7 separate regions of the Mus musculus genome follow, and all the other regions are linked to region 2. A link is a contact called in public HiChIP or PLAC-seq, Micro-C and promoter capture Hi-C data. All regions are on one chromosome and are shown on one strand. The core of a region is the stretch at or near the end of the contact, and the rest is flanking DNA. Distances in the headings are between cores, read along the strand shown. Region 1 has its middle 100 kb from the start of Nt5c1b. Region 2 holds the start of Osr1 (odd-skipped related transcription factor 1). Region 3 holds the start of Ttc32 (tetratricopeptide repeat domain 32). Region 4 has its middle 19 kb from the start of Gm46324. Region 5 holds the start of Sdc1 (syndecan 1). Region 6 has its middle 100 kb from the start of Gm46324. Region 7 has its middle 40 kb from the start of Nt5c1b.

The links. Promoter capture Hi-C pulls out the DNA fragments that hold promoters and counts their contacts. A called contact is a pair of places that touch in the nucleus more often than the background predicts. HiChIP or PLAC-seq counts read pairs in DNA pulled down with a chosen protein or histone mark.
Region 1: an H3K27ac HiChIP or PLAC-seq map of the NIH/3T3 cell line shows a contact between it and region 2, with 13 times the contacts expected there. The contact joins the enhancer-like site here to the promoter of Osr1 in region 2. A contact is called at or near these places in 11 of 39 promoter capture datasets (HPC-7-derived erythroid cells, the SN4741 cell line, cranial neural crest and 7 more), 1 of 484 Hi-C or Micro-C datasets (cortical neurons), 9 of 115 datasets of contacts at active chromatin or transcription factors (the NIH/3T3 cell line, craniofacial prominence, embryonic fibroblasts and 6 more) and 2 of 9 other capture datasets (adipose tissue and embryonic stem cells).
Region 3: an H3K27ac HiChIP or PLAC-seq map of cardiomyocytes shows a contact between it and region 2, with 5 times the contacts expected there. The contact joins the promoter of Ttc32 here to the promoter of Osr1 in region 2. A contact is called at or near these places in 16 of 39 promoter capture datasets (the 3T3-L1 cell line, 3T3-L1-derived adipocytes, the C10 cell line and 9 more), 18 of 484 Hi-C or Micro-C datasets (B cells, the C2C12 cell line, cerebellar granule neurons and 7 more), 15 of 115 datasets of contacts at active chromatin or transcription factors (the NIH/3T3 cell line, astrocytes, cardiomyocytes and 11 more) and 1 of 9 other capture datasets (adipose tissue).
Region 4: a contact with region 2 is called in a promoter capture Hi-C map of maxillary cranial neural crest, with 9 times the contacts expected there. The contact joins the enhancer-like site here to the promoter of Osr1 in region 2. A contact is called at or near these places in 15 of 39 promoter capture datasets (the 3T3-L1 cell line, the C10 cell line, HPC-7-derived erythroid cells and 10 more), 3 of 484 Hi-C or Micro-C datasets (3T3-L1-derived adipocytes, the MC3T3-E1 cell line and palatal mesenchyme), 5 of 115 datasets of contacts at active chromatin or transcription factors (bone marrow-derived dendritic cells, craniofacial prominence, forebrain and 2 more) and 1 of 9 other capture datasets (embryonic stem cells).
Region 5: a Micro-C map of embryonic stem cells shows a contact between it and region 2, with 8 times the contacts expected there. The contact joins the promoter of Sdc1 here to the promoter of Osr1 in region 2. A contact is called at or near these places in 3 of 39 promoter capture datasets (all in embryonic stem cells), 14 of 484 Hi-C or Micro-C datasets (all in embryonic stem cells), 2 of 115 datasets of contacts at active chromatin or transcription factors (both in embryonic stem cells) and 1 of 9 other capture datasets (embryonic stem cells).
Region 6: an H3K4me3 HiChIP or PLAC-seq map of stem cell-derived neural progenitor cells shows a contact between it and region 2, with 6 times the contacts expected there. The contact joins the enhancer-like site here to the promoter of Osr1 in region 2. A contact is called at or near these places in 7 of 39 promoter capture datasets (the 3T3-L1 cell line, HPC-7-derived erythroid cells, the SN4741 cell line and 4 more), 1 of 484 Hi-C or Micro-C datasets (cortical neurons), 9 of 115 datasets of contacts at active chromatin or transcription factors (craniofacial prominence, embryonic forebrain, embryonic hindbrain and 6 more) and 1 of 9 other capture datasets (embryonic stem cells).
Region 7: a promoter capture Hi-C map of the SN4741 cell line shows a contact between it and region 2, with 4 times the contacts expected there. The contact joins the enhancer-like site here to the promoter of Osr1 in region 2. A contact is called at or near these places in 10 of 39 promoter capture datasets (the 3T3-L1 cell line, the HPC-7 cell line, the SN4741 cell line and 6 more), 1 of 15 datasets of contacts at CTCF or cohesin (the NIH/3T3 cell line), 2 of 484 Hi-C or Micro-C datasets (adipose-derived mesenchymal stem cells and muscle stem cells), 6 of 115 datasets of contacts at active chromatin or transcription factors (the NIH/3T3 cell line, embryonic fibroblasts, embryonic hindbrain and 3 more) and 4 of 9 other capture datasets (adipose tissue, embryonic stem cells, liver and 1 more).

What each region holds. Positions count from the first base shown.
Region 1 is chr12:10,264,681-10,267,643 of GRCm38.p6, forward strand. No RefSeq gene overlaps it. Among named protein-coding and RNA genes, the nearest start is that of Nt5c1b, 100 kb to the right of the region's middle. Within about 2 kb of position 1,696, at least 19 of the 459 cell types and tissues checked have an H3K27ac peak or open chromatin away from gene starts, as enhancers often do. A contact at or near this core is called in the NIH/3T3 cell line, where this site is marked.
Region 2 is chr12:9,572,981-9,575,846 of GRCm38.p6, forward strand. Osr1 (odd-skipped related transcription factor 1) reads left to right here and starts at 1,462. Exons shown (of 3, transcript NM_011859.3): 1 at 1,462-1,762.
Region 3 is chr12:9,028,143-9,031,343 of GRCm38.p6, forward strand. Ttc32 (tetratricopeptide repeat domain 32) reads left to right here and starts at 1,855. Exons shown (of 3, transcript NM_029321.2): 1 at 1,855-2,054. The coding sequence starts at 1,915. It overlaps Wdr35 (WD repeat domain 35), which reads left to right. Exons shown (of 27, transcript NM_001159527.1): 27 at 1-705. The coding sequence ends at 14.
Region 4 is chr12:10,094,796-10,097,729 of GRCm38.p6, forward strand. No RefSeq gene overlaps it. Among named protein-coding and RNA genes, the nearest start is that of Gm46324, 19 kb to the left of the region's middle. Within about 2 kb of position 1,451, at least 6 of the 459 cell types and tissues checked have an H3K27ac peak or open chromatin away from gene starts, as enhancers often do.
Region 5 is chr12:8,770,027-8,773,277 of GRCm38.p6, forward strand. Sdc1 (syndecan 1) reads left to right here and starts at 1,370. Exons shown (of 5, transcript NM_011519.2): 1 at 1,370-1,675. The coding sequence starts at 1,610. Gm4755 (a long non-coding RNA gene) reads right to left here and starts at 1,245. Exons shown (of 3, transcript XR_381238.4): 1 at 939-1,245; 2 at 1-602.
Region 6 is chr12:10,178,093-10,181,353 of GRCm38.p6, forward strand. No RefSeq gene overlaps it. Among named protein-coding and RNA genes, the nearest start is that of Gm46324, 100 kb to the left of the region's middle. Within about 2 kb of position 1,454, at least 14 of the 459 cell types and tissues checked have an H3K27ac peak or open chromatin away from gene starts, as enhancers often do. A contact at or near this core is called in neural tube and stem cell-derived neural progenitor cells, where this site is marked.
Region 7 is chr12:10,328,301-10,331,311 of GRCm38.p6, forward strand. No RefSeq gene overlaps it. Among named protein-coding and RNA genes, the nearest start is that of Nt5c1b, 40 kb to the right of the region's middle. Within about 2 kb of position 1,276, at least 32 of the 459 cell types and tissues checked have an H3K27ac peak or open chromatin away from gene starts, as enhancers often do. A contact at or near this core is called in the NIH/3T3 cell line, the SN4741 cell line, adipose-derived mesenchymal stem cells and 1 more, where this site is marked.

The DNA of each region.
Region 1 (2,963 bases), core at 446-2,945, 690 kb after region 2:
AAGTCCCCTATACCCTTCCCCCGCCCCCATCCTGCTCCCCAACCCACCCACTCCTGCTTCCTGGCCCTGGCATTCCCCTGTACTTGGCCATATGATCTTCACAAGACCAAGGGACACTCCTCCCATTAATGGCCAACTAGGCCATCTTCTGCTATATATGCAACTAGAGACACAATTCTGGGGGTTACTGGTTAATTCATATTGTTGTTCCTCCTAGAGGGTGGCAGACCCTTTTAGTTCCTTGGGTACTTTCTCTAGCTCCTTCTTCAGGGGCCCTGGGTTCCATCCAATAGATGACTGTGAGCATAAACTTCTGTATTTGCCAGGCACTGGCATAGCTTCACAAGAGACAGCTATATTAGGGTCCTGTCAGCAAAATCTTGTTGGTGAACATACAGTAAATGTTAAGATAACATATAAAGGACCCACTCCAGTATCATTCATATGAATGTGTATATTAGAATTCCAATACCTACAGAAAATGTGTTCCAAAAGACAAATTGCTCAAATAACACTGTAATTTTTACATCATTGACTTGTATATATGTGAAGTTCTAAGAAAATAATAGTGTTGAAACAAATTTTATTCACAAATGGGTTCATTACAGTACTGTTATATTAGCCACACAAATGATCTGAGGCATAATGTCTAATAAGACAACAGTGCACATATGTGAAATCTATCATGAAATGTTAAATGAAGTGAACTTGGAAAATACACATACTATGGCAAAACGCAAACATTTAAATATTCTGAGAGGCAGATTACAGCACATATATATTTATATATAGTCACTCATATGTACATTCACACCAAAAATAAGAAAATATAACTTAAATTATTGGCTACCAAATATTTTTAATATCACACACATATGTATATATACATAATGCATACATACATGCATACATACATGTCCACCTTTAACTCTATCTTAATTACCAAATAACACAATAATTATATGGTTAGGCTATTAACCTTTATTGATGTCTAATAAATTCAGAGATCTAGAAATTTATCATAGCGATAGGCATAATTCAAGAATGATCCTCTTTATCTCTGACATTGGGATTCTCTTATGATTATGTTACAGTACATAGACAAGAAATGCTTAAAATTTTCACCAAGGGTATCTATCAGTAGTGTTCAGGAACAGATATTGTCTAGGTGGCTCTAAAGGAATAAAAAAACTTTAGTTTCTCAATGTGTTTCAGAAAAAGAAGTCAGAGAGATTCAAGACACTATGGGTTTGAAGACACAGAAATAATTGGAATGAACTCTAATGACCAAGCACAACCAGGATCAATAACCAGCACGAAGATACTAAGAGGTCTGGGGATGTAGCACACTTGATAAAGTGGTTGTCTAGCATGTACAAGGCACTGGATTTATCCTCAGCAACTGATAAACTGGGGTGGGGGGCATTCCTCACTGGCTGGCATTCCAGCACTCTGGAGAGGAAGGCAGGAGGTTCAGAAATCCAAAGTCATCCTTAGCTATACAGCAGTTTATGCCAGCCGGGCCTCTATAAGATACTGTCTTAAAAGAAAAAAATAAAATAAAGACACAAAGAGCTGACTTTTTAAAATGCAGTTGATATAAAATGCCATCTGGAAACTGTTAGATGACTTCTGTGTGTGGGAAAGAATGAGTCTAAGGGATTGTGGCAAACTGAAGGTCACTGGGTGAAATAGGGAAAGCTAACGGTTCCTCTGACTACATTCTTAACAACCAACACAAACACTTCTATGGTACAGGGAGATGTCTTGCCCCAGAAAAGAGTTCCTCAGCAGATACCAAACAGGTTTCCTACAGTTTAACTTAGTTCTGACATTAACTGTATTTAACAGAGACTTGTTCCCACAATACTGGTACCAATTCAGGCATGAATCACAAACCACAGATTCCCAAGTAGATTCTCTTGTAAACAAGAGGTTCCCATGTTCCCAGTTATCTTTACAGCTGCTGTTTTCTCTTCATTTGCATGGATTCCCAATGATGGCATTGTAGGGTCACAGGCTAACTACATGGTTTAGTGTTCACCCTCATTAGCACATGCCATCAGACAACACCTTACTGCTGTTTTTTTTTTTTGGTTATAAATTATTCAAGTTCCTTATGAACTATAGAAATTATTTCATTATTGAATATAGGAATTTATAAAAATGTGTTCCCAATTCATAGACTGCCTTTTAATTTGGGTAGTTATTTTTCCTTCTCTGTGTAGACACTTCAGTGTGATCTATTCTACTCTGTGATTGTAGTTGTTTGCCTGAGCTTTTAGTACAATTTCCAAAACAAAAACCCTTGTCAAAATCAAGGCATGAGAACTTGTTTTCTGTTTGCTCCATGAATTGTACAGTGTTACATCTATGTGTAAATGTTGGATATATTTCAATGTGGTTGTTATGAGTTATATATAGTAAGTGTGTTGATTGATTATTTTACATGTGGTTATTTAGTTTCCCCATCATTATTCTTTGAAGATGTTTTGTTTTCTCATTGTGTTTCTTATTAAATTTAGTTGACTATATATTCTTGAGTTTATGAACTTTCTACTCCATGTACCTAGTCTCGTTATATTTTCCTTTTCCTTTTTGAAAAGTCTACTTTTAAAGGATTGGAATGAGCTTGAAAGGAGAACAATGCAGGTTCTGATGAATCCCAGGTAAAGAAAGTTCACCTCAGTGAAGTTAGAGCATGTAACCTTACTGCATTCTTGTTCACCAGTCGACATTTTCTGAACACTGTAGTCTAGGGATTTTTATGGAGGTTTTCATCATGTAAGTATAACAGATTATTAATTTAATCTCCAGACCTTGTCACCCTCCTGGTTCCAAGCTTATAGTCATAAGATATTGTATTGCTTGTGAACCTCTATCTAGAAACCCAGGAAGTATCATCTCATCATAATGCAAGCTCCTCCAGGAAAAACAAGGCCCTAGAGTTCTTGTGTCACAAA
Region 2 (2,866 bases), core at 212-2,711:
GCACACTTATGTGGGTCTCTTACTTGAACAGTAACCAGTGGGGTGCTGGAGGTGGGAGTGGGCTCCTGAGTAAACTATAGCCCTTTCTCTTGTTCCTTCCCTGCTCTAGCCAAAGTTAGCCAGAGTCTGGAAGCTATGTTCCATTCTAAAAGTTTGCGAATACCAAGTCTGTTTCAATTATGCAGGTGGGAGGAGGGATGTGGCCCATCCTCCATCATCACTCCCTATATTAGGAATCAAACTCCTGCTACCTCAAGAGATCACATGGGATCAGTCTTGCACAGTAAAGCTGAGGAGTAGGTGACTCTTCCAAAAGGACTGTTTCAATGTGTGAGAGTGGCACCTACTCCCCAGGAAGTGTGTGTGTGTGTGTGTGTGTGTGTGTGTGTGTGTGTGTGTGTGACAAGAGCCACTCTGCAGTAGTAACTTTGGGGCAAAGTCAGGAAGTCAGAAAACCTCACCATCTTCCATGAAAAAGCCAGGTAAGGCATTCCAGAAAGGTGGTAGGGAGGAATGACAGCTGACTGGGGTCAGCCTTAGGTCAGTTCCAGGGATCAATAGTAAAGAGGTATTTGGGGCTGTGTAAGAAGCAGACAGCAAGGATGTAGTTGTTCTAGGTCCCAACTCCCTCTACAAACTCCACCCAAACCAGCCCCGCAGGCCCAGGGGTCCCAGTGCCTTTAGCTGCTCTTTAAAACTCCCATCCACTCTAAAAAGAATATGTGATTGGAGCTTTAGAATGGAATTCCGGGGAGGTCTGCAGTTCAAGTAACTAGCTCTTCTTCTCCTCATACGCTCTGCCATGGACGTTTCTGTGGAACTCCACACCCCAGAGTCTGTGGTCAGCCATAGGCACTCGGATGTTATGGCTCGCGCAGTCAGTAATCTCTGTCCTTCCGCACCAGGAACCAGCCAGCTCTGCTAGAATCGCTGCCCAGGTCTCAAGCACTATTTGGTGTCAGGAGCGCTGCTCCACACCAGGAGTCTGTCACTTCTAGGAGGAAATCTTAAGAAGAGCGGCAGCGACTTTGTCAGATTACAAATTGAGTGTATGCCTAAGGTGCTGGTGTGGGGACACCCTAGGCTCCTATCCGCTTTCATAGGTGGTGCCACCATAGGTCCCAAAGCTCCAGAACAGAACTCCGAAATGCTCGGTTCTAGTCCTCTCTTATCCGTAAGATATGTTTCTTCTACTGCTTGATCTTATGTGTCTTAGAAACACACACACACACACACACACACACACACACACACAGAAAGTGTCGAGTGGGATTATCAGGGAGGGGACACCGGTCAGGAGAAGCAGAAGGCAGGCTAGCACAGCTGCCAAAGTCCGCTGCCCGGGTCAGCAAAACTTTGTTTCCCAATGCGCAGGCGCAGGCAGAGTTGGGGGGCAGGGGAGGGAGGGGAGAAATCGCACGGCAAGGGGAGGGGGGTTAGGGGGAGGTGGATTAAAATAAGTAGGCGGCTCGGTGCTAAGGGATGAGTGAGACGTAGCTCGGCCTCTCCCCAGCAAGTTCTCGCCGGCACTGGTTCAGATTCAGAAAGGGAGCCAGGAGCGAGGCTCAGCAGACCCCGGCGGGTAGAACTCCGGGGCTGTGAAGCGCTCCCGCGTGTCCGACTCTTGGAGTCACCGCAGCTACAGAAGCGTCAGAAGTCTAGTTCGCCAGGGGTGCCAGTCGGCTCCAGAGTCTCTGGTCACTCAAGTCCAGCGCAGCGACCCTCACAGACGCGCTCTGCCCTGGGACCGCGGCGGAACAAGGTAACTGCAGCCCTGGGGCGCCTGGGCTCAGCGAGGCGAAAGCCCGCAAGATTCACTTCTGGTTCCCTGTTGTAGCTGGTGCCTCCTCTTTTCAGTGTCCTCAAAGGCGGTTCTTTTGGCCAAAGGAAGGCTGCAAGATCTCCGTGAAAGTGAGAGCAGTTGCAACGTAGAGTTGATGGGGATGCTGGTTCAAAGACTTCTAACTCTGGGTCCTTGTTGGCCTCTGACCTCGGGAGGAAGGAAGGAGACAGAAGGGCCTGAGCCATTGAGTGCAGCCGTGTTTGGCTAGCTAGAATTCCAGTATTCTAGTAAGGTGCCCACAGATTTTATAAGGCACTCTGCAGGCTTCCCTTAAGAAACTAGAGCAACTTCAGAGAACACAAACTTTTTTTTTTTTCCTGCAGGGTGCCTTTTAATTCAGACTTATCCCCCCTTAGCTGAGGAAGAGGGGAGAAAGTGTTGATGGTCATAACCTAAGCTTTCAGCATCCTGGACAGGTGCATTGCCCCAACTCTGTTGGGCTTTAAAACGAATTCTTCTTTTGCAGAGTTGTACTTTAGACTCGAAGCCTTCAAACCCCAGGACCACAGGGCTGCTGCGAGTCTGACATCCACCTCACAATTGGACTCTGCTTGGGATGGTCTCTATTAGAGGGTTTCAGTGTGTCCCCAGGCCTGCAAATCATAACCTTCGATTGTCTCTGGTGTAGGGAGAACTATGCTGGGGGTGGGGGACACAAACGAACATTGTTTTCTAACTGGAGAACCGGACGACCCAGAAGCAGAACAATCAGGAGGCTGCAGATACCTCTAGCGTGGGGATTCTATTTTGCTCCTTTGGTAGTAGCCTAATCCAGGTTTAAGGGGAAAAGATGGGAAGTCAAAATGAGAGAGACAAGGGCGGCTGCTTGCTGAAGGAATCTTACCTTCCACCAGCAGTATCCTTGATTAAAAACCAAAAAACAAACAAACAAAAATCTCCCGCGTCCTCCCTCAACAGCCCCTGCTGCACAAGCCGGGTGGGCTCCGGAGCAGAGGTTAGCAGCATAGGTTTCTTTGTCGCAATAATTCGATGAATTTCATTCGGGATGGGACTTGCAAGTTG
Region 3 (3,201 bases), core at 605-3,104, 540 kb before region 2:
GCTCGGTAGAATAAAGGAAAGAAGACTCTCAGTTGTACAGTGCTGGAAGCACACACGCTTCTCTGCACCCGACTGTGTCGTAGAGCTTGATTTCCTAAGGATTCATAGGAAAATCACCTCATCATCTGCTAGTTGTATTTTTGTATAAAATATATATTACAAAAGAAAATAAAAGTAAAGGGAGGGCTGGCATGTGCTCAGTGGTAGCATGCGTTCCAAGCCTGCGCAGGTCCTGGGTCCACTGTCAGTACTGGAAAAAAAAGATAATCCATACATCACAGTGCAACCAAGAGACAGTTTGATTCTTTTCACATAAGATTTACAGGTGTGAACTAATTTTTTTGTAGTTCCTGTCTGTTCATTTACCATTTATATAACTTATAGTTTGTGGCAAATTACCACAGAACTAGTTCTCTCTTGCCAAGGTTACCAGTTGGTTAGAGACCCCTTGGGAGGTAGCTGGGGATGGCAGAGGGTAGGAGGGGCTGCCTTGAAGCAGAGAACAGACATGACCTGGGTTCAGGGAGGCTCAGCAGCGGCTTAGGACATGAGCTCTGTTTCTACTTAAGGTTAAATTTCTGTATGTTCATAAATGAGGAAATGGCATTTTAAGACTTTTTATTATTTGAAGTTTTAAAGACTACAAGCCTCATTCAAGAGGAAGCATTTGGTCTCTTTTCTTTGTAATAAACATGAATTAACTGATTTTGAGTAATGCTGTAGTTATCATCAAGCTTATCCCGAGCTATGCCATGGTTCAGAGTACTCTAGTGGCCTAAATGTGACCCCAGCAGCCACAGCATGCACTAATGTGGCCGGTCCCAGCATTCTGGTAAGCAGTGTACCTGCACAGGCACTGCCGACCTCTCTCATCTGCCATACACAGCTCATTATATTTTGCTGAAATGTACTTTAAGATCACTTTTCTGACCGGGCAGTGGTGGCACATGCTTTTAATCCCAGCACTTGGGAGGCAGAGGCAGGGAGATTTCTGAGTTCGAGGCCAGCCTAGTCTACAGAGTGGGTTCCAGGACAGCCAGGGCTACACAGAGAAACCGTGTCTCGAAAAAACAAAACAAATCACTTTTCTTTATTCTCAGAGCTCAGATCAAAAGTTTTTCTGAGACATTATTTGAAATAAACATGAAAACAAATTCTGAAGGGAAAAAAGGACGTTTATCCCATGTTTCCTTCCACTATAATGTAGGGAAATGTGGCATTTGCATTGTCTTCACATCCACAGACACATCCTCGGACACACACAGAGACATACACAGAATATATATCACATGGGAGAAAAAGCTAAGTCTTTTTAGGAAAATATACAGTGACTGAAGTGGCAGAGAATTGTTACCATAGAGACTACAGAAAGTTCACACTCAGAAACATGGACAAATTTGTTTCAAAGTAACAGAATATTAACTCTGTTGCCATAGCTCTAGACGCTTATTTTGGGTATCTAAAATGAAAACAGCAATATTATGTTGCCCTCTACTGTCTGCTTCTATAATTATTTTCTAAAAAAAAATTTTTTAAAGACTTCTTTATTTACTATGTATACAGCATTCTGCCTGGATATATGCGCACCACCACCGCCCGGCCATGGGCACTGTCTGTCTGTCTATCTATCATCCATCTAATCTAATCTAATCTAATCTAATCTAATCTAATCTAATCTAATCTAATCTAATCTAATCTAATCTAATCTAATCTAATCTAATCTAATCTAATCTAATTATGTATACACATGTCACAAAGATTTAAATTCTCTTAATTTCCCGCGAACGGCGTCAGGCGCTACCAGTTGTCTCGCGATACTACGGGTCTTCAAACAGGACAAACGTCCTTTTCCTTTAGCCAACGAAGTCCCGTGAGCGGTAGCTGTGGTTCCGCTTCCACCCGGGTGAGGCGGTCATGGCCTTGCGGCCAGGCCGAGAGGGCGGAGAGAGCTCGGCCGCCCTGGCCACGGCGCAGGCTCGCTTCTCCAGGGGCGAGTTTGCCGAGGCCCGGGAGCTGTACTCCGCCTTCATTGGCCAGTGCGCGCGTCACGGGAGGTAACTATCGCGAGAGCGGGCTGGGCGCGTGGGTGGTCCCCGAGCCACGCGCGGACCGCGGAGTCCTGGGCTGCCGCTTGGTTTCCCCAGAAAAGATCCCCTCCGAGCCCTGTCCTTCGGGGAGGGGACGCCTTGGTCTCCGCAGAGGCCCAGGCGGCAGGAAGCCGCTGTTCTGGGCAGGGAAGGTGGTCGTCCTCGGAACCACAGCGACGCCTTTGTGTTCCGGACGCGAAGGTTCCGGTTCAGCACCCGCTTAAGCTAAGCACAGTCGCTGCACCCAGCTGTCCCGTTAGTGTTTACCACGACGTCACAGCACACTCCTGAAGTTAAGGGTTGTTAATGTGACACCGCTAGAACATCACAAGAGTCCTTTCTGTAGAATATCAAGCCAGCGATGAAACGTTTATTGCCCAGTACAGTTCTTTGTTACTTTGATATTTGAGTTCGAGCAGCTTATCAAGATGTGCACTCTGACCCCTCTATTCCCACTACGCTTTGAGTCTTTAGAAAACGGGGTTGTATGTCGAGCCAAAATCTGATAATTATAAAAATTTTGACATTTAGGGGTCTTGGTTGCATTCTGTTTTCTGCCAGTTAAGGAATTAAAAGGCAGTAAAACTCTCAAGCCAGGCAGGTAGCAGCGGAGGAGGAGGAGGTGGTGGAGGAGGAGGAGGGTGCCACGACTAAGTACAGCTTATGAGAGAATCCGCTAATGAGGAAAGGTTTCCTAGGGGTGAGAAAACTTGAGTGGGCAAACAGATAAAACCCTCGGCAAAGCGGAAGAGGATTTCAGGAACCCGCAGATCCACTCCTTTGAGGGTTTAAGGAACTGAGGGTTGGTCAGTTTGAGCACAGAGCCCTAAGCATGTCCGATCCAGCTTTGAACTTGTGTAGTAGTAGCATAGCAGAGCCATCAGCGGGGGTGGGGTGGGGTGGGGGGCTCTATTGGTGAAAAAAAAGTAGAAAAGCCTTTTTAGGCTGCCGGGTTTTTGTTTCCGGTCAGCCGGGTCAGGAAGAAGCAGGTCAGGTTGGCAGTTCACTATATTTATTATCTAGTCTCAGCTCCTCTCTTGATACATCTGCTTATCAGGGAGTCTTACTCTTAGCCCCTCCGTATTGTTTGTCCCAATGTCTCTGTATTGGTTGT
Region 4 (2,934 bases), core at 201-2,700, 520 kb after region 2:
ATATGTATCATTTGTTTACAAAATATCAAAGATCACTCTCTAGAAATCTCATCAGAGAACAATAAACTACCAATGACTCATTATCTACCCAAGGACTACACGTAACTTATAAAGAACAAGACAGAATACTGCTATCAACAAAAGTGTTTCAAATTGGATCTTCCTAGTTAATGTAAAATAGGTAAACATCCCTTAATGGTCTGCAATAGACAGTCAAAAAGGAACCCTAAAAAATGATGTGACCATTTCCTGTCACCTACACAGATCTCGTAGATGAGCAACAGAATTTCAAGATCTAGTTATATCATGTATTTTAAGTAGAAGATGCTTTAATTATTTGGCTTATTGAAGGTCAAGTGTATCTCTCTGCCCAAACATCAAATTAAGGTCTTCTACTGCTTCAATGGAAAGTGGGTGGTATGTAGCTCTTGAATGATGCCTAGTTTAGCCTAGGTGTTTCTTGCCTGAGATGTGTTAAATCTAACTTTGAAACTCCAGTAAACCACACTCTATTTATTCACACTCAAGGTACAAACAGCCAATGAGAACTTGGATATTTACACAGTGATTAATAGTACTCTGTCAGTGTGTGTGTGTGTGTGTGTGTGTGTGTGTGTGTGTGTGTGTGTGTGTGTGTGTGTGTGCGGTGTGTGTGTGTGCGCGCGCCTGTTTTGTGAATATGTGTGCACGTGTGAGTACATGTGATGAGGAAGGAGGAAATAATGAGGTTACTGGGTTGGCTTGCATTTCTCCGTGAATTATGATCAGCTACCCAGCAGTCTGACCGACTAATGTGCATCTCATTTAATGTAATAATATACATTAAGACCTGTCAAGCCCTATTGTGGAAAATGAAGAACTACACATTGTCCCACTTCATATGGGAGTCTGCATATGGAACCCTTTAAGGGTTCTTAAGAGACCCATTGGGGTTTCTAATTATTGTGAAACATCTCCTGGAATCCAGGGAGAGAGGGCTCTTGGCAGAATTGCTTCTGCCATTTCAAATGTTCACTATGAAAATAATTAGATGATGAGATTTAGACAGAAACCGCTAACGAATATTTTCTTAAGTCTTTTTTTTTTTTTTTAACGTACAGAAAATGAAACTATGAAATCGGCAAGCACGAAAGGAAAACAATATGGTGCAATGCATTCTGGGGGAGGAGTTGGGGGCCTCTCTCTTTTTCTGACTTTAATGCTTGGCTTCCTGCGGTTACAGTGGGGGGGATTTTTTTCATTTTTTGAACATTATACAATCCTGTTGAAAATTGGACGGAGGGTTGTTTTTTTAAACTTCTGTTCTGACTTTTTAAAGTTGAGCAAGTCTCCATTGTTCCCTACAGATTACACCCGCTTCTTCAGAGGGAACCCTGACATTAGAGAAACGTGCTTTAATCAAGCTTTAAAGTTATCTCCCCCTCCACAAGCCCAACCAGAACCAGAGAAACCCATCCTCTGTAACTACAAGCCGAGCTAGCATGAATCCAATTAGGAGCCATCACTTGTACCCATGACATAGAACATATTTGTTCAATTAAAACAAACAAATACGATTAGGAGTTTACAAAACTACGCTTAAGAAAAAGATGGACATTTCAAAAGACTTGCTGGGTTTGTCAGGACGTGGTTGTGATAAAAGTAAGTTGCATGAAATGAGAAAGGTGAATTTAACAAATGAAGACACAGGAGTCAAATCCCATCCAAAGCCAACACAGTCTTGGCCTGATCACATTAAGTTTGATCGCTGCTGCCTGGAGCCTGCGGGCTTCATGTACGCACAGCAGAAGGCTGCCCTCCACCTCAGAGACTTGGTCCTCTTTGCTGATTCACTCCACCTTCATTCACAGATTAGGAAAGAAGGTAGCATGGATTTGAACCTAGTCTCTTCCAGCACAAGCTGCTCACATCCAAGTTCTCATGTCTCTTTTCCTGTACTCCAGACTGAGGCAGGGTCTCTTTCCCATAAAGATCTGAACCATAAAGCTCTGGCCTGTGAAATGACTGTGCCCTGTACCATGGCACCAATGTGTTTTCTCCAGTGTCACCAAGCTGATTCTCATCAGGGGCTTAAGGATTCACTTCTCCAACCTAAAGTCATAACTAGTGGGGACATTTGTTTGACCCACTTAGTTGTTCAATATACATTTTTGTTAATATCTTTTAAAGCTTTTTTCAAATTTTAACTAAAATATACCTATAGTACCTTTATCCTTTCCTTTCAAGCCTCCAGTCTGCACTCTGCAAAGCACTGCTCTGTCCTTCAACTCCTCCTCCTATCTGCTCTCACTCCCTCTTTTTCTTTGATTATTCTCTCTCTCCCTATGCTCCTCTGCTCCTCTCTCTGTCACTCACTCACTCACTCACTCACTCACTCACTCACTCACTCACTCACTCAAACACTCAAACACTCAAACATACATACACACACACACACACACACACACACACACACACACACATCCCATTGAGTCTATTTAATACTGCTTGTTTGTATATAATTTCAGGGCTTACTGTTTTGCTTTGTTGTTGGGGTTTTTTGTTGTTGTTGTTGTTCTGTTTTTTTTGTTTTTTGGGGTTTTTTTGTTTTTGTTTTTGTTTTTGTTTTTGTTTTTGTTTTTGTTTTTGTTTTTGTTTTTGTTTGAGACAGGGTTTCTCTGTATATCCCTAGCTGTCGTGGAACTCACTCTGTAGACCTCGAACTCAGAAATCTGCCTGCCTCTGCATCCCAAGTGGCTAGGAATCAAGGCATGTGCCACCACTGCCCAGCTAGGGCTTACTGTTTAATGTTAGATTACCAACATGGGACCCGCCATTACACCTTTATGGATATCTTACTGTACTGGTCATTCATTGTCATGGTTCATAAGCATTATAACTGCGTAGTACTAATGGTTACTCCCCTTCTTTGTCAACTTGCATGGAACCTACTGG
Region 5 (3,251 bases), core at 120-2,619, 800 kb before region 2:
ACCTGCTTTTTAGGTCCTAAGCCTTCCTGAGCCTTGCTATTGGGTATTCTTTACCAAGACCCTCAAGGATCTAGGCAAGAACTGGGCAGGATCTGTATGTAGCCCATAGTTAGACCTAGGGCAGCTGAGACGCCAAAAGGGAGAGTTTCCTGAGGACAAAAGTGTTCAAACACAACTGGGTGCTGGTTGTTGGGCTACTGCTGGAGGTGTGGTGTGTGTAAAGGAGGCTGTTGAATTCCCAGAAGGCTGGTTCCACAGTGTAGAGTCTACACTGGGGACTTCCCGAGACGCTGAGCCTCAGATCTAGCTTCTCAGTCCAGGCCAGCTGATGTGGGGCTGAGGAACAAGGATGGATGCCATCTATGGCCCCTGCCTTGCAGGTGCAAAGGGCCTTTGGCACCATCTACAGATTGAGGGCAAGACAGGGCTGGTTCTTCCTCCTTGCTCTCGCTGCTATCTGCCTCGCCTGTAGGCTCTCTGGGCTCCTTTTTGGACTGACACGTCTGAAGGACGTTGGAAACTGTGAGGTCCAGGCCCCATAGAGAATCATGAAGGAACAGGAATTCAACTGGAGCTCCGCAGCTGGTTAGGCCTGCGGTCACCTGGAAACAAAGAGGCCATTTATTTTTTCCTTTGGTCTTGGACAAGGAAGAGAAGGGGCTTTCTATAAATAGAAAGACAGCAAAAAAGAAAATAATAATAATAATAATAATAATAATAATAATAAAAACAATAACAAAGCCAGCTCTTCCAGACAGTGCTCATGTCTTTAAAGGTCTTTAAAGGTCTGGAGTTCCCAGCAATTAAGTAAAGGACCAAGACCTCAGGGGTCCCCTATCCTCAGCCCGTGGGGAGGTGGGAACCATACATCGATCCCTCGGTTTATATATAGCCTCATCGCTGTGGGGCTCCGAGGTTGCCCCCAAAATCTTGCTCACCTGGAGGACCCCTGGGTGTCCTCGCCCAGAGGGCGCTGCAGCCTCGCACGTAGAGAACTAACAATCGCCCTTCTCCAGGGCAGTGCCTCCGGACTCCGGACCAGGACATAGTAGCGAGTGCACCTGGGTCTCCGTCAGCTACGCATCAAGGAAGGTGCGACGCGGGAATTACAGATTGCCGGCACTCACCAGTGCTCAGGGGAGGAAGGTGGGACTCAGACCTGCAAGAGCTGAAGAGTGGGGTGGGCTTCGATCCTAGGAGGCGTGGAAGGGGGTGTGGCTGGATCCCTGGGGGGTGGGGCGCTCCAAGGGGCGGGGCAACCCAGGGGGCGGGGCCCGAGGGGTGGAGATTGGGACTACCCAGGCCCGCGGAGCTGGGGGTGGGCGGCTAGTTTTGCAACTGCAGAGCCTTTGGGTTTATTATAAGGCGGAGCTCCGCGGGAGAGGTGCGGGCCAGAGGAGACAGAGCCTAACGCAGAGGAAGGGACCTGGCAGTCGGGAGCTGACTCCAGCCGGCGAAACCTACAGCCCTCGCTCGAGAGAGCAGCGAGCTGGGCAGGAGCCTGGGACAGCAAAGCGCAGAGCAATCAGCAGAGCCGGCCCGGAGCTCCGTGCAACCGGCAACTCGGATCCACGAAGCCCACCGAGCTCCCGCCGCCGGTCTGGGCAGCATGAGACGCGCGGCGCTCTGGCTCTGGCTCTGCGCGCTGGCGCTGCGCCTGCAGCCTGCCCTCCCGGTGAGTGTGGCCCGGGGCAGGGCTGGGAGGCGGCGGGAAGCCGGGACTCGCCACTCGCCGATGCCATGCAGGCGGCAGCACGTGGAGGGGGAGGGGAGCGGGGACTTCTTCCCGCGCTGCCTGGCGGATCCTGGGATGGTGAGCCCTTTAATGAGGACTCCTGTCCCAATTCCTCTACGGTCCGTGGATGCCAGGAGGCTATCCCAGCTCGTGGTCCGGGCGTCCTGCAGAGTGGAACCTCCATTGGTTCCCCGCTCCCAATTAAGTAAAACGACTCCACATGGGTCTGAGTCCGCCGGCCTTAGGCGCTCCGCCGGCCTTAGGCGCCGCTTGGAGTTGCTCTCTCCCGTTGCTGTCTTGCTGGCCATCTCAGCGGCCTGGCCTCCGCCAGTGTCCCGGAGGGATGCAGTGGCCATGGCCACAACGCCTTTTCCATAGACCCTAATTCAAACCAGACTGCAGGCTGCACCCCCAGCGCCGCGGAGTCCGGGCGCTCGGCCCTTTGCACCGGGGCAAGTTTGGGCACAGCAGAGCCGGCGCGGGAACAGGGGGAAGCTGACGTTCGGGGTGGCGGGAGGGACGGGATTAAGGCTGTTTGTGGGACACAAGAGGGTGGCTCAGGGACCTTCGGTTTTTCTCTGGCTGCCCCAGGTGAGCCGGGCCGAGCTGGCAGCGGGAGGTTCCGGGAAGTTGGCTTCAGAACGCTGAAGACCCTAAGAACCCAACTTTGGGGTCGCTGAAGTTGTGCTGCCCCCGGAGGGCCTCCTCCGCATGGCCCGCGCGGGGGACCCTCCCCGCGAGTGGACCCCGGTACGGCTCTTCCCCTCCCCCGACTCGGCTTTGTGCTGAAGCCGCGCGTAGGGAAGGCGGGTCCCTTGGCCCGCCCAGTAGGGCCGCGGGGAAAGAGGGACGAACGTGGAGCTGGCGACTGGTGGGGGAAAGCTTCTGGGTAGGATGCAGCCATCCACCTTTGGTGGGGGTCGGTCTCTCTAATCAGCGGCTTGGCCGACAAAGAGCTTGGTCGAGGGTACCCCAGAAAGTGCTCTCCCGCCCCAGCCGCCGTCCGCTAGCCCGCCTTCCCCAACGGGGGCGCTTTGTTCTCGGCCCCTGTAACCCTTCCCTGGGAACCGCCCCGCAGCGCTGGTCCTTGACGTGGGCCGGGTCCTGGGTCGCCGCCAGGTGTCAGCGCTGCCCTCCGGGTGTCCACGCCCCTAGCCCCCGCACCCGCTGTGAAGTCCCGGGTGTCCTTTCCACTGGCGGCTTTGCCCAACCCCTGGAAGGCAGAGGCGAGGTGCGGAGCCTCAGGCTTTATCCCTCCCGGAAGTGGCAGTCTCCCACCGCCACATCTGGTCTGCTTAACTTCGATAGTCCTGGCAAAGGCAGACACGTGCACAGGGAAGGAGAGTTGAGCGCTGGTAGATACCAAGGTCGTGTACAAATAAAGTGGCACACGGACACGTCCCCAGTCACTGTTAATGGCATTGCCTTCGCTCCTTCCCAGGTGGCTGGTGCTCTCCATCACTCTGGAGCCCAAGAGAGGGCCTCCATAATTGTATTGCCCATGAGTTGGGGTTGT
Region 6 (3,261 bases), core at 204-2,703, 610 kb after region 2:
GAGCTACACTAGAGGCCAAAGTCTCAGGAACACCTTCTAGGGTACTTCAGGCAGTGTCTTCTCTCACATCTGGCTGCACCCTCACAGTGAGTAAACAGGCGGCTAGGAGGAGATGAAGGCAGCAATCAGCTGAAGACACTTTGAATCTGGAGGGCTGTATATGATGTACAGCCAGGTGTGATCACCAGAGAAATGATCAAAGGCATCCCTGGGGCAGGAACACAGTCGACCACAGACAGGGAGCATGGTGAAGCTTGGACCTGGGGTTCTCACTCACCAATGCCCACAGTTATGAAGGATTTACTATAACCATGTTTATAGCATGTGGGCACATTATTGCAGATGGTGTGTTGCAGAAGAGAAGAATGAGGTAAGAAGAAAGAAAAGTGGGGGCAGGGAGAATAATAAATCTAAGACGAAAGGGAAGCAAGGAAGCAGAGGGTGGCAAGTACAGTCATTTTTTAGAATGCTTATCAAGCTGTGTTGTCTGACTGTCATTCTAGAAAACATCTATGCCCTCCATTTACAGAAACCAATATGCAGTAGAGTAGTCTAGATTCTGTCCTTTTCTGAAGCCTAATGGACACTGAGCTCAGCCACATCTATGGCTCTATTCTCTGCCCTTTCAGAAAAGGTTGAAGAAAATCAAAAGGAACTGCAAGCAAATGCATTCATGTGTGTGTATGTGTGTATATACATATGCATGTACATGTGTGTATGCATGTGTGTAGTGTGTATAGTTTGTGTATACATGTGTGTGTGTGCATGCATGTGTGTGCGTGGTGTATATAGTGTGTGTATGTGTGTATGTACATGTGTGCATGCATGTGTGTGTGCGTGTATGTGTGTGGAGTGTATATAGTACTGTGTATGCATGTGTGTGCATGTGTGTATGTGCGTGAATGTGTGCGTATAATAACTTTCTTCAAGGGTCTGGATACATTTCACTGTAGAAGTCTCTCTGGTAGGGAGACTGAGAGAAGCAGGCTCAGCTCAGGTTTCACAAGCTACACTTGGTCTTAAAGCTGGTCACAGAGCAAAGCTGGGTGTATTTCAGTGGCTGATGACAGTTTTCACAAATGCCATACTTATCTCTCCAATGAATATTAATTTAGGTGAAACATTTGCCAGAAAAAAAAAGTCAAACAGAAGGAAAACTACAGCCTTCCACTCCTGTGCTCTCACAGAGAGATGCTCTTCTCAGCTGGTCATTTCCTTTACCCTGAAGTAGGCAAGTCCACCCTGGGCTAAAGTGCCATGGCAGGGCAATTTGGCAAACAAAAACCACATTTGTCTAATTAGGCAACTGTGCACAGACCTTTGCCATGGTGATGGCAAAAAAAAAAGAAAAAAAAAACCCTACTGTTTGGTCCCCATTCCCACTGTTCAAGTGATAAATGAGCCCAGTGCTGTACTCCCTAGAGCTGAGCAGGCCCTGTCTCTGGACAAAGGCCAGTGAAAACACAACAAGATTTATAAGAGCCTGAGGCAGGGTGAAGAAGAATCACAAGGTATGGGGAAAGGAGCACAGATGGAATTGGGGTACATCTTAGTAGCTCCGTGTCACTGTATGGTAAAGGGTTGGGACAGGAGGGGTCTGAGGGTCTCTGAAAGGATGAATAGCCCCAATCAGATAGCCTGGTTAAAAGGATCTCCATGGACCCCCTGTGTTTGGAAAGAATGAAAACTGGTCCTGGAATCCCAGCCTGCTTTTCTCATTCATCCCATTTCCTTCTAAAGAGACACAGTGAAAGGAACATATTTAAAACCAAGGAGACAAATGGAGACAGGAAAGGAGGCATCGTGTGCTGTTGAGATTAAAAGGCATGATGGTACAATTAAAGATATTTACCAGAGAAATTTGAACCCCATTACATGCTGGCGTACAGTATTTGAGGAAGAGCTGTTTTATATCATTAAAGACAAAAACCAGGTCTATAGGTAAGCTTTAAGAACAATAAACATCCTGAATTCAAGAATAAGTCTGTCAAATGAAGGGATATTGATTTTGGAGTAAGGGATATTATGTCAAACAACATTAGTTTAATTGATCTGAATTTAGTTTAAGTACTAAAAGCATTTATATACAAACAGCAAATGAAAATTAACTGCAGCTGAGCCCCTCTGCTGATTCTCAGGGGCTCTAGCTTTCAGGGGGGAAACCTGGCACTTGAGAGACCTAGTTACAGACCTGTGCTTGCTCGCTTGCTTGGAGCTGCTGGTGTTTCTTCCCCAGCACCACAATGAGAGAGGCAATGTGCTTTGTCTCAAAGTAGGAACATTTAACACTGCCCCTGACTTTTCAAAATACACAAATGCTGTTTCATGTTCTGAAGGAATTCATTTAAAAAAAAAAAGGTGTGGGTGAGGCCAGGAACATGTCTGCATCCAAGCTGTAGAAAGGTCCTGTCCCAAGGTGCACAGAGGAAGACGAGAGACTTTAAAGCAGTGGTCTCAATCTGTGGGTCACCCCACTGGGGGTTTCCCAGGATCACCTAGTACCATTAGAAAACACAGACAGTTACATGATAACAGTAGCAAAATTACAGTTATAAAATAGCAATGAAAATAATTTTATGGTTGGGGGTCACCACAACATTAAGACCTATATTAAAAGGTTGCAGCATTAGGAAGGTTGAGAACCATGGCTTGAAAGGCTTGCCTCCACCCAATCCCATATTAATAGTAGCTTATATATCCATTTAAGATATTCCAACTTCCTTTCAGCTGCTGGTAGGGCCTGGGAATTCCAGGAAAGCACCTGCGCCTGCCTGGGGTGGAACAGTTCTCATAAATAATATAAGACTGTGGTAAGAAAATCAAAAAAAGTGTTGGAAGACCTCAAAAATGTTCTTTCTATGCCAATATTCTTGTTTCCAAAATCATAAAATAAAACAAAACAAAACAGACAAAAAAAATCTGATGCCAGACACAATTTTCTTCCTAAAATCTCCCCACCAGCATCTCAGAAAAGCCATGGAGGTCACCGCATTGTCTCCACTGTCATCAAGGCCTGTTTGTAAGAAGAAATATGTCTACTGAAGGGGACACCACAGATCCCTTTAAAGATATGCTGGTCCCAGCCCCAGCCGTGTCACAGGACCCTATAGGTAAGCATGGGAACACTCCACCATGTGTTGGCCTGCTATTTAATGCCTGGTTAGTGTAGGAATCAACCATCCTCACACTTGGTGTTTGCAAAGCCTGGTAAGAGACCCAAAGCAGTGTTCTATTTACATCTTGCCCTTTGGACAGTCTTTC
Region 7 (3,011 bases), core at 26-2,525, 760 kb after region 2:
AGAGATTCACCTACCTCACCTTCTGAGTGCCGGGATTAAAGGCATGTGCCACCACAGTGCAGCATCTTTCCCTATTTCTAAGTTGCAGCACTCAAAGGATAGTTTATATTAGCTTGGAATTCTAAGACTAAAGTTAAATTGAGGATTACAAAATATCAGCTCTGGACATTAGCTCATATTCTCTCTCTCTCTCTCTCTCTCTCTCTCTCTCTCTCTCTCTCTCTCTCTCTCTCTCTCAGTTTTCCTCAGTCTGTAGCCCTTTAAACTCTAAACAGTAGGATTATATGCTGTGCCTAATGACATTGGCTTGTAACAAATTGAAGACTGCCTGGGCTATAGGGTAAGAACAACAAAGCCTCACTAAAATCGTAAAAGGGATGAGTATATATTTTAGTGATACAGTCCTTGCCTAGAACACATAATAACCTGAGGTTGATCCTCAGTACTACTGAAAGAAACAAACTGTATTATTAAGACACAATGCAATACTTAAGAGACTGAAATGTTACAGAAGAAATACATAGTCAAATTGAGGCCAATTTGTACACATCCATTATTATGTTTGACCAATTGATTTTTACAGTGTCTAATCAACTTAGACTCAGGGAACAGAGTCCAAGATTCCAGATTGAATTAATTTACAAGATTTGCCTTAAGCCTACTTCCTCTTAAGACTGTCCTCCCTTCCTTCTAGATTCTAGTATCACTGGGTTCATGAACTCAAATGATCATTTATGATAATATATCATACTTTTCAACCAACAATGTTAATGTAAATAAGCAAAAGCAAATTATTTGCTAAAATATAACCAAAGGTTATTATTTTTATGATATCTAGCCTACAATATACTAGAATTCGTGGCATAAGATGTAGAATTCATGAGTTAAGAAACTTTTCACATTAAACAGGGTTACCTGCATTTTGAAGAAGAAAGGTAAAATAGAAAATAAAAAGAATTTATTTATTATTTCAGTATTTCCTGAAACAAAAATATTAATAGAGATGTACAATTATATTTCATTTTTCAAGTGAAAAAAAGTAGGAAAAATACTGTTAATCTAAATTGAATTTGGTAGTATACAAAACTACCTCATTCAGTACAGGGCTTTTTAAAACACACGAGTTGATACTCTTGCATATGTCTAACCTTAATAACATTAATGCCTTTAAAGTAGGAAAGCTGACAGGAAGAAACTTTCTAGCTCTGAGTCTACTCAGTTTAGGGTGACTCAGGATACTTGCTTAACCTCATCTTCTTCTCGGAAGCTCTCGTAGCCCATAGCCTAACCACACAATGTATTACTCATATCCATTCTCCTGAAAGCAACAGAAATAGAATTATCTTTCTAGTGAAAGTAACTACCTCTTCTTCCATCTTATTCAATTAAATCCAATGTCCTTACAGGCTGTGTCACTACTAAAGTATTTCTGGGTACTCCCTTCAAACTGTCAGTGGTGAGAGCAAGCTGCAAACAATGAGCATAGTATTTAACTCAGGCTGTCAACATTCCCTGAAACTTAGTGACTTCCAATAGTAATAATTTCCAATTAGATTGGCATGAACTCCACCAGTATGGTAGTTAGGGAAATGACCAAAGTTACTCACAGTGACTTCATGAAACTTTGACCCTATGAGTTATAATATCTCAGTAATTATAACTACTAAAAAGCTATAAATATCATTCTCATTTTACAGGATTTAATGCTAACATTGGATTGCACCATGTGGTTTTACTGAGTTCCAAAATCTTGGTTGTATTTCTCTCTTTCTTCACTCCCAATAATACACAACACACAAGTAGTTACTTTGATGAAAACAGAAATAAGTTGCATAAGCAATGCCATATCGATAATATAACTTAAAATTCCCTTTCAACTCTCATCACTGAGATGGATCCATGGAATGGTAGACAGAATCCATGAAGCAGGAGCTCAATGGATTCTCTGTTGGAAATGACGTCATTCTGCCACGTATCTGTCACTAATTGTGAGACCCTCTGAACCCCCAAGCTCATCATGATAGCAGATTGCTCATGCATTTGCCACTTCTGGCTAGAATGCTTATCTGGGAAGTAAAATTACTTTGAGATCACAGACTTAGGAATAGAAGGATATCTGGAGGTTGACTGTTCTGTCAAAAATTCTTTATAGTAATTTGAGATCCTTTTATGCATATTTAAAGTATCCACTGAACAAGTCTCCTATAGTTTTATTGAAAAGAGAAGAAAGTGATATAAACCCATTTTTTTAAAATGAGTTACAATAAAGTTTTAAAGTAATCTGAATGTGGTAATAAGCTTAAACCTTGGAGACAGACAGACAGACAGACAGAGCTGGAAACTGTTCTTACATTGATACTTAACATTTATGGCACAGGTAGGCATTTACTCCAAATTAAATGAGGCTTGGTCTTTATAACACAGGCATACAATATCTACTTCATAGAATTGTAGTACTTATGAAATAAGAATATAATATCTGCTTTATAGCATTACTATGACAACTAAATGAAATAATCAATGTCCAGTTTACTCACAAAATGTACTGTTATTCTCCTGTGAACTAAGAAAGACACTATGAAACCATAGTCATTACTGAGTATGACTTCGAGGTCTTCAGACTCTCTTCCATATTTCCCTCAGTTGTTATAAGGAATTATAGCTCTCTAAAGACAAGTTAGTAGTACATTACTTGATTTTCAACTTTTAACCAGTTACTCTGAGGTCAATTTTAGCTGCAAAATCATTATCACCAAATATTCTGTCAATCTTCCATTCTTTCCCTTCTATCCTCAACATAAACCATGAATGAAAGCACCATCACATACAGATAGGAACCTATGCAACCTAATCAAAAACTATTTGGCAGGAACTGGAAATGTCAGGAAATCAGGAGGGAAGAAAGAAACATGAGGTAACAAAAATGTTTGGGCCTCAAATATGAATAAGATAGATGGCTCACACTAGGGTTCTGCCAAAAAATGGTAGCATAGAGTGATTTGTTTTGGATG